2 separate regions of the Mus musculus genome follow, and region 2 is linked to region 1. Evidence: chromatin contacts called from public HiChIP or PLAC-seq data. All regions are on one chromosome and are shown on one strand. Each heading gives the region's core, a stretch centred on a gene start, on an enhancer-like site or on the middle of the called end of the contact. The rest is flanking DNA. Distances are from core to core; before and after follow the strand shown.

Region 1 (5,640 bases), core at 2,036-4,535:
TTGTCACAGGTATGACCAGGTTCTGTTCCAGTGTGATCCTGCTGAGGTTTGCTGGCAAAAAACGGACTCCTCCTTGCACTGATTACCTCAGAGAGCTGGCCGAGTGTCCCTTCTCTCTGCATGCCTCTGAAGTGCTTGTGAGTGAAGGGGGGCATCACTGACCTTGTCCCCTCAATGTGGAATGGCCAACATTAGGTCAGCATTGGGTCAGACAAGGCTGCACTTACCACAGTAGCCATGGAGGCAAAGGGCCAGCCATGTGGCCTTGTAAGAACAGGGCCTGGTTCGTCCCAGTGACGCTGGGTGCTGGAAGTAGCAGCTGAGGGATCCTTCTTGGTCCTCAGGATTCTGGGAATTTGAAAAAAATCTGTTTCTGCTGTAAGAAAATCCTTCCAGGACAATAAACTGTTAGACCTCAGACTTCACAAGACCCAACCATTCAACACATGACAAAGAGCCAAGATGCTGCTGCTGTTGTTTTAAGGGAAAGAAAAAAAATCAAAAAAGAAAAAGAAATTAAAAAGAAAAGAAACCCAACAACAACTAAACAGCATAAATCAAATTTTCTAACACCTTAGCTTTAAGACTGCACAGTTCACATTTCTCAATAATTTACAGGCGTCCACAGAGCGATGCTGCTGAGTTAGTGCTAGCTGGAGGAAGCAAGCTGGGACTGGAAGGGAGGTGGGGCCACACTGAACATGCCCAGGGAGTCTCTGCTGGTCTAGGAGGAGAGGGTTCCTTCTCCCCAGGGCTAGTCAGCCTGGGAGGTGGGGAGGCCAGCACTGTTGGCTGAAAACTTGCTGACTTCTGGTGTAGTTCTTCCACAGATGGGGCGGTTTGATCTAAAGGGAGTCTGGTCCCAAAGCTCAAGTTGGGTAGAGATGGTGAGCTCTTCTCCACACAGAAGACCAAGCTCTGGAACATCAAGGACGCAACCTGGGGTTGCCAAGACCAGGATCCAGACCCACGAGTGATGGGCCGAGGCACAACACTTCTTGGATTCCAGGCAGCTTTCTCCAGTTCGCCCTCTGGTTCTGCAACACCCAGCCTCCGGAAGAAGGGGACGTGGGTGCCCAAGAGGTGTTGAAGAGCCACGGAGGGAAGACAAAGGCCACCCTTACCCCTGGTCCTAGGACCCGTGCCACCTGGCCTTCTGGGGACAGGATTGGCTGGCTGGATGTCCTCGTCATGGCCACTCCATGTAGGACAAGAAAACTTGTGGGGATGGGGCCTAGTACAGACCACAGCCCCATTCACTTCCTCTGGACCTGGACACTAGCATACTCTGAGAAAGATGGCTCAGGCTTGGGGGCTGGCTGTGCCCGGCTGAGGTGGACCATGTCCAGGTCAGCATAGGTGAGGGTATCCTCTGGCCTAGGCACTTTGCCTGTCTCAATGCTTGCATATTCTGTGTGGTTGTTAGGCTCAGGGGCCCGGGGTGCGGGCTTCTTCTCTTTGGGCAGATTCAGGTCTGCGTATGTGATGTCGTTGATGTCATTTGTGTCCTGGATCTAAAAGACACAGAGAGAAAGTCATTCTGGAGCCCCAGCCTATTGACCCACCAACTGGCAACAAAATCGGCCCACTTCTTTCCCAGTGGGCTCAGCCTTCACTCTGCCAATGGTATCCCATTTCCAGCCTTTCTTCTTCCAATCCACCTTCCTCCTCACAGAGCCCAAAGGGTCTTCTGAAACACTCGGGTGGTTATCACATGTCCCTTTCCAGTCCCAGCTTGCTTCCTCCAGGTTCATGTCACCTCCTTCTTTCTGGGTGGAACCACCTGAAGCTATCCCCTCCCCCTTCCCATATCTTTTCCTTGTCCTGGATCACCCACTCTCACCTCTCCCACATAAGAGACCCCAGTGAACCATGTACAATTCTGCTCTAGCACTGCTCTACCCTAAGATACTTCTTGGTCCTCAATACCTCTGGCTGGACCCAGAGCTCCTCTGAGCAATTCAGTTCACATCTCCCTAGCATAGCATCTACCACCAAAGACTATGTTTGTTTTGCAACCTTAGCAAATGTGATCTCCCACAAGATAGGGAACACCTCTTCGTTTACATGTTTATTTCACAACATTTCTTTTTTCGTTAACTGGGCATTTGTTATACTGCAGACAACAAGGCTAGCACAGAGGCCCAGTCCATGGTGACAGGATGGATGGATGGATGGAAAGACAGACAGATGGGAGGATGGTTGGGTAGATGGCTAGACGGAGAGATGGATGCAATCACATAGTCAGAAGTCATTACACAAAGGCTTGATGACAACGCTACTCAGGAAGAGTGACTGACCCTATTTTACAGGTAAAAATGGTGACCTAGGGAGCAGATATAAATTCAGTGATTTGGTCTAAGTTCACTCAGCTGAGGAAAAGAAATGAAGCCTGTTGGAGCCTAACATGGTGAACTTCCCACACTGTGGTACCTCTACCCTGAGGCCTGCTGTCGGGGAAATCATGGAGACTGAACTGGTCTCCCTCCCTGGCAAGATACTAAGGCTGATATTGGGGGCCAGGGCCTGACATGTATTTGCACACTCAGTAAGTCTTGGAATGTGAATTTCTACAGGCTTCACTAACCAAGTCTTTTACCCAGAAGATTCCAGAAGGAAGCACAGAAACAAAATAACAGGGGGCAAGAACTCTGGTTGCCATGACTAGAAATGGTCTCATATTTGCTAATTACTGCTTAGCTCATGCCTAAGGCTGGTACGGGCTGGCACAACAAGATGTCTGGCTTACAAATCCCACACCTCTCCAAGCCTGGCCCCGTCAGCAGGTTATGTCTAAAGTGGTGTCAACTGCTTTGGAAATAGCAGGAAAGCTGAGGCTTTCGTTCCAGGTTCAGGACTGGGTTTGTCTTGTTTTACAAGGCTCTGAGGAACCCTGTGTCCCCAGAGGTGACACTGTTGGACAGAGACAACAGGGCTCAGGGATCTGGGAAATAAACGAATTAATACTGCCTATGAAATCTCCTCAACGATGAACAGGGAGAAGCTACCAGGTCCAGGACATCTTGTCATCCATCCAGGTCACTGGTGACACAGGGTTTTTCCTCCTCCTCCTCCTCCACAAAGGTGAGAGAGGCCATGACAGGCAGGGAAGAGTAAGGTGAGCTGACGATGGCTCCCAGTGGTAGAACTGGCTAGAGCAGGGGCCCAGAAGCAGGAATGTGCAGCAACAAAGGAAGCTGGAATCTGACTCTGGGTATCGTTTACGTGGGACACTGGTACCCCATGTTATGCAATGATTCACAACGAACCCAGGAGCCCCAGACTCTCCAGCTGGAGCTGGAGAAGGATGCAGAGGACTCATGGGTGACTCAGTAATGCACAGCTCCTCCTCCCTAGCCCAGAGACTTAATTTAGAACTGGATCCGCAACTCCGGTTGAAGCAAGGAAATCACACCCCGAGTTTCCCAGGAAGGGCAGCTCACCAAAGACTGTACCTGGGTTATTTCCCTGGCGTTCTTCTCGGGCTCGTGCAACCTGAAATGGAAAGAGACTCAGATAAAAATATCTATCTGAAGAGCTTATGCAAATCAACCAGAACCACATTCGGGACCTGCTTCCTACGTGAGCGGAGGAGGGACCGTAAGCGCTTATCAAACGTCTGGACACAGGAGCCAGGCTCACTGAGGGAATTCTAAACAAAGCACACGGGCTTTTTGAAAAGCTTCTGTTGGAAGGATCTCTAGAAATGATAGTGCTGGAAAGGCCCACGGTAGGGAGGGTGGGATGAAGAGGACTTCCACCCGCTGCCGTGGGGACAAACCAGGCCAACCCTTCCTGGAGGTGGTGGACAAATCACGAACAAGGATAATGCTCCATCTTTTGAATCATAACTGCACCTTTTGGGGGGATTGAATATACAGAGGCCTGCGCCCTGGACAAGATACAGAAATAAGTTTATGTCCTGGGGCATAAACTGTCCGATGGGCAGTGGGTTTTTTTTTTTGTTGTTTTGTTTTGTTTTTGATTTTTTTTGAAATTAGCATAAACTAAACTCTTCTGTGTTCAAAAAGTAGATGAGAAGTTTCCATTTTATTTTTGTGGTGCTGGGGACAGGGTTCAGTGCCTTGTTCATGCTAATAGAGTGGCATGTCTGAGTCACTGAGTAAGGCACTCTCAATGAAAATGTGCGGGAACTGGAAAGAAAATGCGAGCAACGGTGATCTGCAGAGCCCTGCTTCTTGTCTTCCCTTCCCACATTTCCCAAGTGTTCTATGTTATAGATAGACCTACGTATTGTTGTGAAAAGAAAAGGAACAAAATGCTGTGCTTAATAAGCAACAACAACCACTGACATACCCCTGGTCTCGCCATCAAGAGACCAGGCGTGGCTCCCTGGAGGGTCACGGTGAAAGTGACGAGCCAAGACGGGTTCTGTAGGAGTTATATCAATTTTCAAGCCAGAAACCTGGGTCACTCAAGCATGAACAATGGCAGAATGAGCAATGGGGCTTGGCAGCAGGGTGTTTGATAGAGCTGTCATGACTGCCTGGATCATAAGGTGCCCCATGTGGCCAAACAGTCCTCCAGGATCCAGGATGCAAAGACAGGGGATCATGCCGCTCTCTCCCCAGTCTCCAGTTCCCACCTTCTGCAGTCCCTGTTGCTTGTTTGGTTCATATCCAGTCACTAGACACACACACACACACACACACACACACACACACACACACACACACTGCTGAGCCTGCTCACTTAGCCACTCTTACACTGTCCCATGTCCCATGCATGAGGGCTGCAGCTGCTTTGCATTTTTCTGCTTCGGCGAGAGCCTTGGCTCACTCTCTCCTTCCTATGGTTACTATTGCTGGGATGAAACACCATGACTAAAGCAACCCGGAGAGGAAAGATTTTACTGAAATTATGCTCCCTCATCACTGTTATCACTGAAGGAAGTCAAGACAGTAACTCAAAGGAGGCAGGAGCTGGTGTAGAAACCATGGAGAAGTGCTGCTTACCGGCTTGCTCCTCATGGCTTGCTTAGCCTGCTTTCTTGTAGAACCCCAAAACACCTACCCAGGGATGGTACCACCCACAATGAGCTGGGCCCTCCCCCATCAATCACTAATTAAGAAAACGCCCCACAAGCTTGCTTACAGCCCAATCTTAATGAGGTATTTTCTCAATTGAGGTTCCCTCCTCTCAGATGACTTTAGCTTGTGTCAAGCTGGCACGAAACTATTCAGGACAAAGTCCTTACTACTTTTTCTCTCTGTCAACGTATATGTATCCTTTAAGACTTAACGATGTGTTTCCTCCCTGGAAGGCTTCACCAGCAGTGTTGGGTTGGTGTGGCTGCTTCTCTATGGCAACCTCACATCTTCTTGCATATCTTCCTCTCTGCTTTCTGTTCCTCCTTGCCACAATGCCTTAGCACATAGGCACAGGCACCCAACCTTGAAGCTAGCGCCTGTCAAACAGCCCCAAGGCCTCTGCACAGAGAACTCTCCCTTCAGATCTTTGAAGTCCTATTTTAACACTTTTCTTTGGAGACAGGGTCTCACTTTGTAGCCTGGGTTGGCCTTGAACTCACAGAGATCCACTCGCCTCTGCCTCCCAAGTGCTGGGATTAAAAGCATATACCACGGTGCTCGGCTGAAACCCTATTTTAAACAGCCTTAT
Region 2 (5,057 bases), core at 78-2,577, 250 kb before region 1:
GCAAGTTGGGGAGGAATGGGTTTATTCGGCTTACACTTCCATACTGCTGTTCATCACCAAGAAAGTCAGGACAGGAACTCAAGCAGGTCAGGAAGCAGGAGCTGATGCAGAGGCCATGGAGGGATGTTCCTTACTGGCTTGCTCAGCCTGCTCTCTTATAGAACCCAAGACTACCAGCCCAGAGATGGTCCCACCCACAAGGGGTCTTTCACCCTTGATCACTAATTGAGAAAATGCCTTACAGTTGGATCTCATGGAGGCATTTCCTCGACTGAAGCTCCTTTCGCTGTGATAACTCCAGCTGTGTCAAGTTGACACAAAACTAGCCAGTACAGACACACACACACATGAACACACACAGACACGGGGACCCAGGGACATTCAGGTAGGCACAGATTCAGACTTGTACAACAGACAGGAACCACAGAAGACATGCAGCTCTCAGTAGCTCTGTCTTCATGCCAACCCCAGTGTGTTGATGCAATCTCTTTCCCAGGAAGAAACAGACTCATGAAGCGAGGTGAGTCTCCCAACACAAGTGCAGCTTTTCACAGCTTGGAAAGCACTTGCCCTCTGGGAGTGACAACCCTTTGTGTGCCATGGTGTGCAGAGCACACAGCAGCTGCCAAAATGCTCTCAATGCAGTCAATCAGAATGCATCTCCTGATGGCCCCAGCTTTGCCCGTGTGTGGGAAGCATACCTGGGAGACAGTTTATTGCCATCAGTCACTGAGGTGAACAGGGGTCTTATTCCCCCATGCCCTAGCCCTATAAATGTGATGGCTTTAAGGCATGACCCTTGGCAGAGCAGATCCAAAGTAGGATTTGGAAGTGGCACACCATGCTTGGTCCCCTCCTTCACTTCTAACCACCTACCCTCCACTTCTCGGGGATGGTTCAGCTTAAGTCACTGTCCCAGAGAATGATTCCGTCTGAGTCACTTTCACAGGAATCCTTGTCTCAAGGTCAACTTCTGAGGAGTCCAACCCAGGACACTTTCATGGCTTCTGTCCTTCCTTGTCTCTGGACTCTGTGGAGGCCGGGGGTGGGGGACAAAACAACTGAGAAGTGGCTAGTTGGAACTTGCACAGCTACCCAGTGGCCTCGGGGAGGACCAAGCCCCGAAACATCAAACCTATTATACACATCTTCAGAGAATGACTGGATACTCCATCCCTGCCTGAGGAAGAAGTCCGGCCTCATCTTTGTGTTGCTTCCTGAATGCAGCGAGCCTGTGCAGCAGACACCTGCTCGGGAGTGCACCTCCCCAGACAGCTTGTTGAGGTTTCTGAGTCTCCTCATCTGGTCCCTCGGTGATTATGCAACCGACAGCAAATCATCACTCATGTTGGTCACATCCTAGATGCTGTTGACTGTAATTGCAGCAGGCAGGCCATGCTGTGCTCGTTTGCTGTACCCTGACTTAGGACCTCTTGCATCTATTTGCATGTTATTTGATTGGGTCTGGAAAAGGAAAATCAACAGATGCAGCTCCTAAATGGGCCAGGCTGTTTTCTCATTTTATGGAGCGGGAAGTCAGGGAGCACCAGGCACTGTCCTGCTCTGAGATCTATACTTAAACCACAGCTGAGCTGATTCACTTCTGCTCCCCCACAGGGCTTATCCGGGCAAGAGCTGGGGCTCTTTTGTGAACCTCATATCACCAAGGGCTCACCTAGGACTGAAGTGATGCCCTATCTGGGTCTCCCACACACACCCCACCCCCGCCATTGCTCCTAGGCTCGGAGTTACATGGAAGCTAATAGCACCTCCATCCGGTCACTACTGCATTCCACAGCCTGGCCAAGATATTTTTAAAAAGCACTGCTTGTTACACAAACGAATGAACAATGTGCACGGTCCAGTTAATCTTTCCAAAACAAGGCTCTTCTGTTCCTGTCTTGCCCAGACATTCTCAGTGGCTCCGTGTGAACTGGAGGGGAAAAAATTCGAGGTCGTTCTGACAGCCAGTGCCTTTCACATCTTATTCAGAACCTGTGACTATAAGAATAACACTTGCACAGAAATTCTGCCAAACCTCGCTGATAATTCTGAAACTCAGTCTTGGAGAGGTAAAGAGCCAAATTATCTTACTTGCCTAAGTCAATTTACCAATTCTTCCCTCCTTCCTTTTCCAAATCTGGCTAGAACTCCCCCCCCCCCCTGATGTCCAGGGCCAGAACCAAATGTCACAGTCAGGAAAGGAATCTTGGAAATGGTAGAGACCCCTTGAAGGGGCCTTGGGGGACACAGTGAGCAGAAATCATCCACACCTGTAAAGGTGAATTAAGATTAGAATGAGGTTTGCAACCAAGCACTTCCTGGCAAGACCCCGGGTGCACTTCCCAAATCTTTCCAGGAGAGGGCGGCAGCATCCCTGGTTCTGAGTGCCAGGCAGTCTAAGGCGGATGTAAATAGGCAAGCCATGGATAGAGTGTGTGTGCCTGGGTGCTTGCAAATGTGCGGGAGAAAATCTGAGCCTATGATTGAGTGTACATGAAAGAAACATTGCTTTGTGTAGAACGTGTGTATCCAACCTGTGGCACACAGCCCAGGAAAGTTAAATGCCTCCCACCCCCAACACAAATCATCCCATACCTGGAATAAACCTAACCAAGAAGGTGAGAGATCTCTACAATGGAAAACTTTACATTTCTGAAAGAACAGATTGAGGACGACATGTTAAGATGCAAAGACCTCCTGTACTCATGGATTGGTAGAATTCCTATTATGAAAATGACCATAGTACCAAAAGCCATTTGCAGATTAAATGCAACCAAATCCCTATGTCATTCTTTGCAAAAACAGAAAGAAAAAAAATTCATATGGAACCACAAAAGACCCCACATTGCCAAAGCAGTCTTCAGCTTTTCGGGGAGGGGGACCAATGCTGGGGAGGTTGGCATTCTAGATTTATTACAGAGCTACAGTCATCAAAGCAGCACGGTACTGGCAGAAAAAGACTTGGAGATCAGCGGGACAAAACAGAAGACCCAACCCGAGTACATGTAACTACAGCCATCTGGTATTTGACAAAGATGGCAAAAAGCACACAGTGGGGGTGGGGGTGGGGGTGGGGAACATCTTCAAACAGTGGACCTGGGACAACCGCATCTCCATACATAAAAGACTGAATTTAGAAACACACCTATGACTCAGTAGACAAATTCAGGCCAAATGAACAAAAGGCCTCACTGTGAAGCCTGAACCCTGGAAGATTACAGACAGAACCTACAGGACATATGTGTGGGAAGGGGCTTGCTGAGCACGACTCTATTTGCCCAGAAATTAAGGCCAATGACTAACAAATGGGGACGCTTAAAACTCAAAAGCTTCTGTGTGGCCAAGGAAACAATCGACTGAGAGAAGGGGAAGACCACAGAGTGGAAGAGAATCTCTGCCAGGTATACATCCGGCACACCACATCTATGCATTAATGATCAGAACATATAAGAACTCAAAAGCAGAGGCAAGGAAACAAATGGCCCAATTGGGAGGGTGGGGGAGTGGGGGTGGGCTATGCATTGGAACAGAGTTCTCAAAAAACAAAATAAAAACGTCTAAGAAATATCTCCAAAAAATGTTCATCATTCTTAGCAATTAGAGGAATGCAAACTAAAACCACTTTGAGATTTCATCTTGCCCTAGAATGGCTAGATTAAAAAAAAAAGTGGCAAAGAACAAATGCAGGCAAAGGTGCTGAGAGGAGGGAAGCCCCATTCACTGATGGCGAGACGGCCAACAGGTGCAGCCATGCTGGGAATCAGTGTGGAGAAGGCTCAAAAGGCTAAAAATAAAGTCTACCATACATCCCAGCTATGACACTTCTCGGCAATAAGCCCAGAGGACCTGACATCCCAGTCCACAGAGGACCTGACATCCCAGTCCACAGACACTGGCTCAGCCACTGCTGCTCCATTCACAATAGCCAGGAAATGAAAACAATCTTCATGCCCTTCAGAGGAAGAGTGAATAACGAGAAGGCAGTCCGTGGACAGCACGGCGCATTAGTCGGCACAGAGAAATGAAATCATGACATTTACTGGCCAATGGATGGAACGAGAACAGATCATATTGAGGGCAGTAACGCAGACCCAGAAAGACAAATGCCACGCATTCTCTCTTATTCGTGGATCCTACCTCCAAATCTTTGGACGTGAGTACACAGTCTTGAGGAAGCACAAACACCAGGAAAGTAAAAAGGGACCATAGATGGGGGGGCTCTAGAGAAGGGAAGAGCGCGATACAGGTAAGGAGGATGGGAAAAGTGGGAGGAGTGCTTTAAATGGGGACAGAGGAGAGAGGACAATACAGAGGAAGGAAGGGGGGAGATAAATAACACTCAGGATGTTTGAAAACCTAGGGAATTACATTATTTGATATTTACCTAAAATTAAATGTAAGTGTGTGTGTGTGTGTGTGTGTGTGTGTGTGCGCGTGCGCACACACACACACACACACACACACACACACGGACAGAAACAAATGAATTTTACTGGCAAACAAGCTGGCAAGTTGGAAGGTGAAGGACTTTGCAGGCAGATCCCTTCCTGCTAGAGGCCTGAAGATAGGAAAATCACATGGCATTTCTAAAGGGTAGGTGATAGGGGCTGTTGCCAAGCAACAGGCCTCAGCTCAGGCCCTGTCTCAAGGTCAACCACCCACTCTAGCCTATTTCTGGGGTGTGGAATTGTCAACAGCATCCTGGATTTGTTACTTGCATTAAGGTTGATTGGAGAGGGGGACATTCTTCGGGCTCTATGAATTGGCGCACCCCTAGAGAAGCAGATTCATTAGAGGCTAGAATAAGAGTGCCCGCTCTATCAACAGCTTTGGCACCCAGAGAAGAACTGGGGGTCCCCAAAACACAGAGCAAATCTGGAATGGTTACTGGAGAGCCCAGATTTATCTCCTAATTCCTATCCCACTGGAGAGGTGGCAGATGGTTCAAAAGAGGTCAAATGTGAGACCCAGGCTCATACAGCAAGTAGAGGTTAGAGCTCAGATTCGCTGTCCTAGCACAATGAGTACAGGGATCCTTTATGTACCTGTGGTTT

What was found. HiChIP or PLAC-seq counts read pairs in DNA pulled down with a chosen protein or histone mark.
Region 2: a contact with region 1 is called in an H3K27ac HiChIP or PLAC-seq map of SST interneurons, with 2.2 times the contacts expected there. The contact joins two enhancer-like sites. A contact is called at or near these places in 1 of 484 Hi-C or Micro-C datasets (embryonic stem cells), 2 of 115 datasets of contacts at active chromatin or transcription factors (SST interneurons and neural progenitor cells) and 2 of 9 other capture datasets (embryonic stem cells and liver).

Annotation. Positions count from the first base shown.
Region 1 is chr2:129,625,801-129,631,440 of GRCm38.p6, reverse strand. Sirpa (signal-regulatory protein alpha) reads right to left here. Exons shown (of 9, transcript NM_001355158.1): 8 at 3,456-3,495; 9 at 1-1,514. The coding sequence ends at 1,257. Among named protein-coding and RNA genes, the nearest start is that of Sirpa, 36 kb to the right of the region's middle. Within about 2 kb of position 3,285, at least 24 of the 459 cell types and tissues checked have an H3K27ac peak or open chromatin away from gene starts, as enhancers often do. A contact at or near this core is called in SST interneurons, where this site is marked.
Region 2 is chr2:129,871,026-129,876,082 of GRCm38.p6, reverse strand. No RefSeq gene overlaps it. Among named protein-coding and RNA genes, the nearest start is that of Gm39933, 23 kb to the left of the region's middle. Within about 2 kb of position 1,327, at least 21 of the 459 cell types and tissues checked have an H3K27ac peak or open chromatin away from gene starts, as enhancers often do. A contact at or near this core is called in SST interneurons, where this site is marked.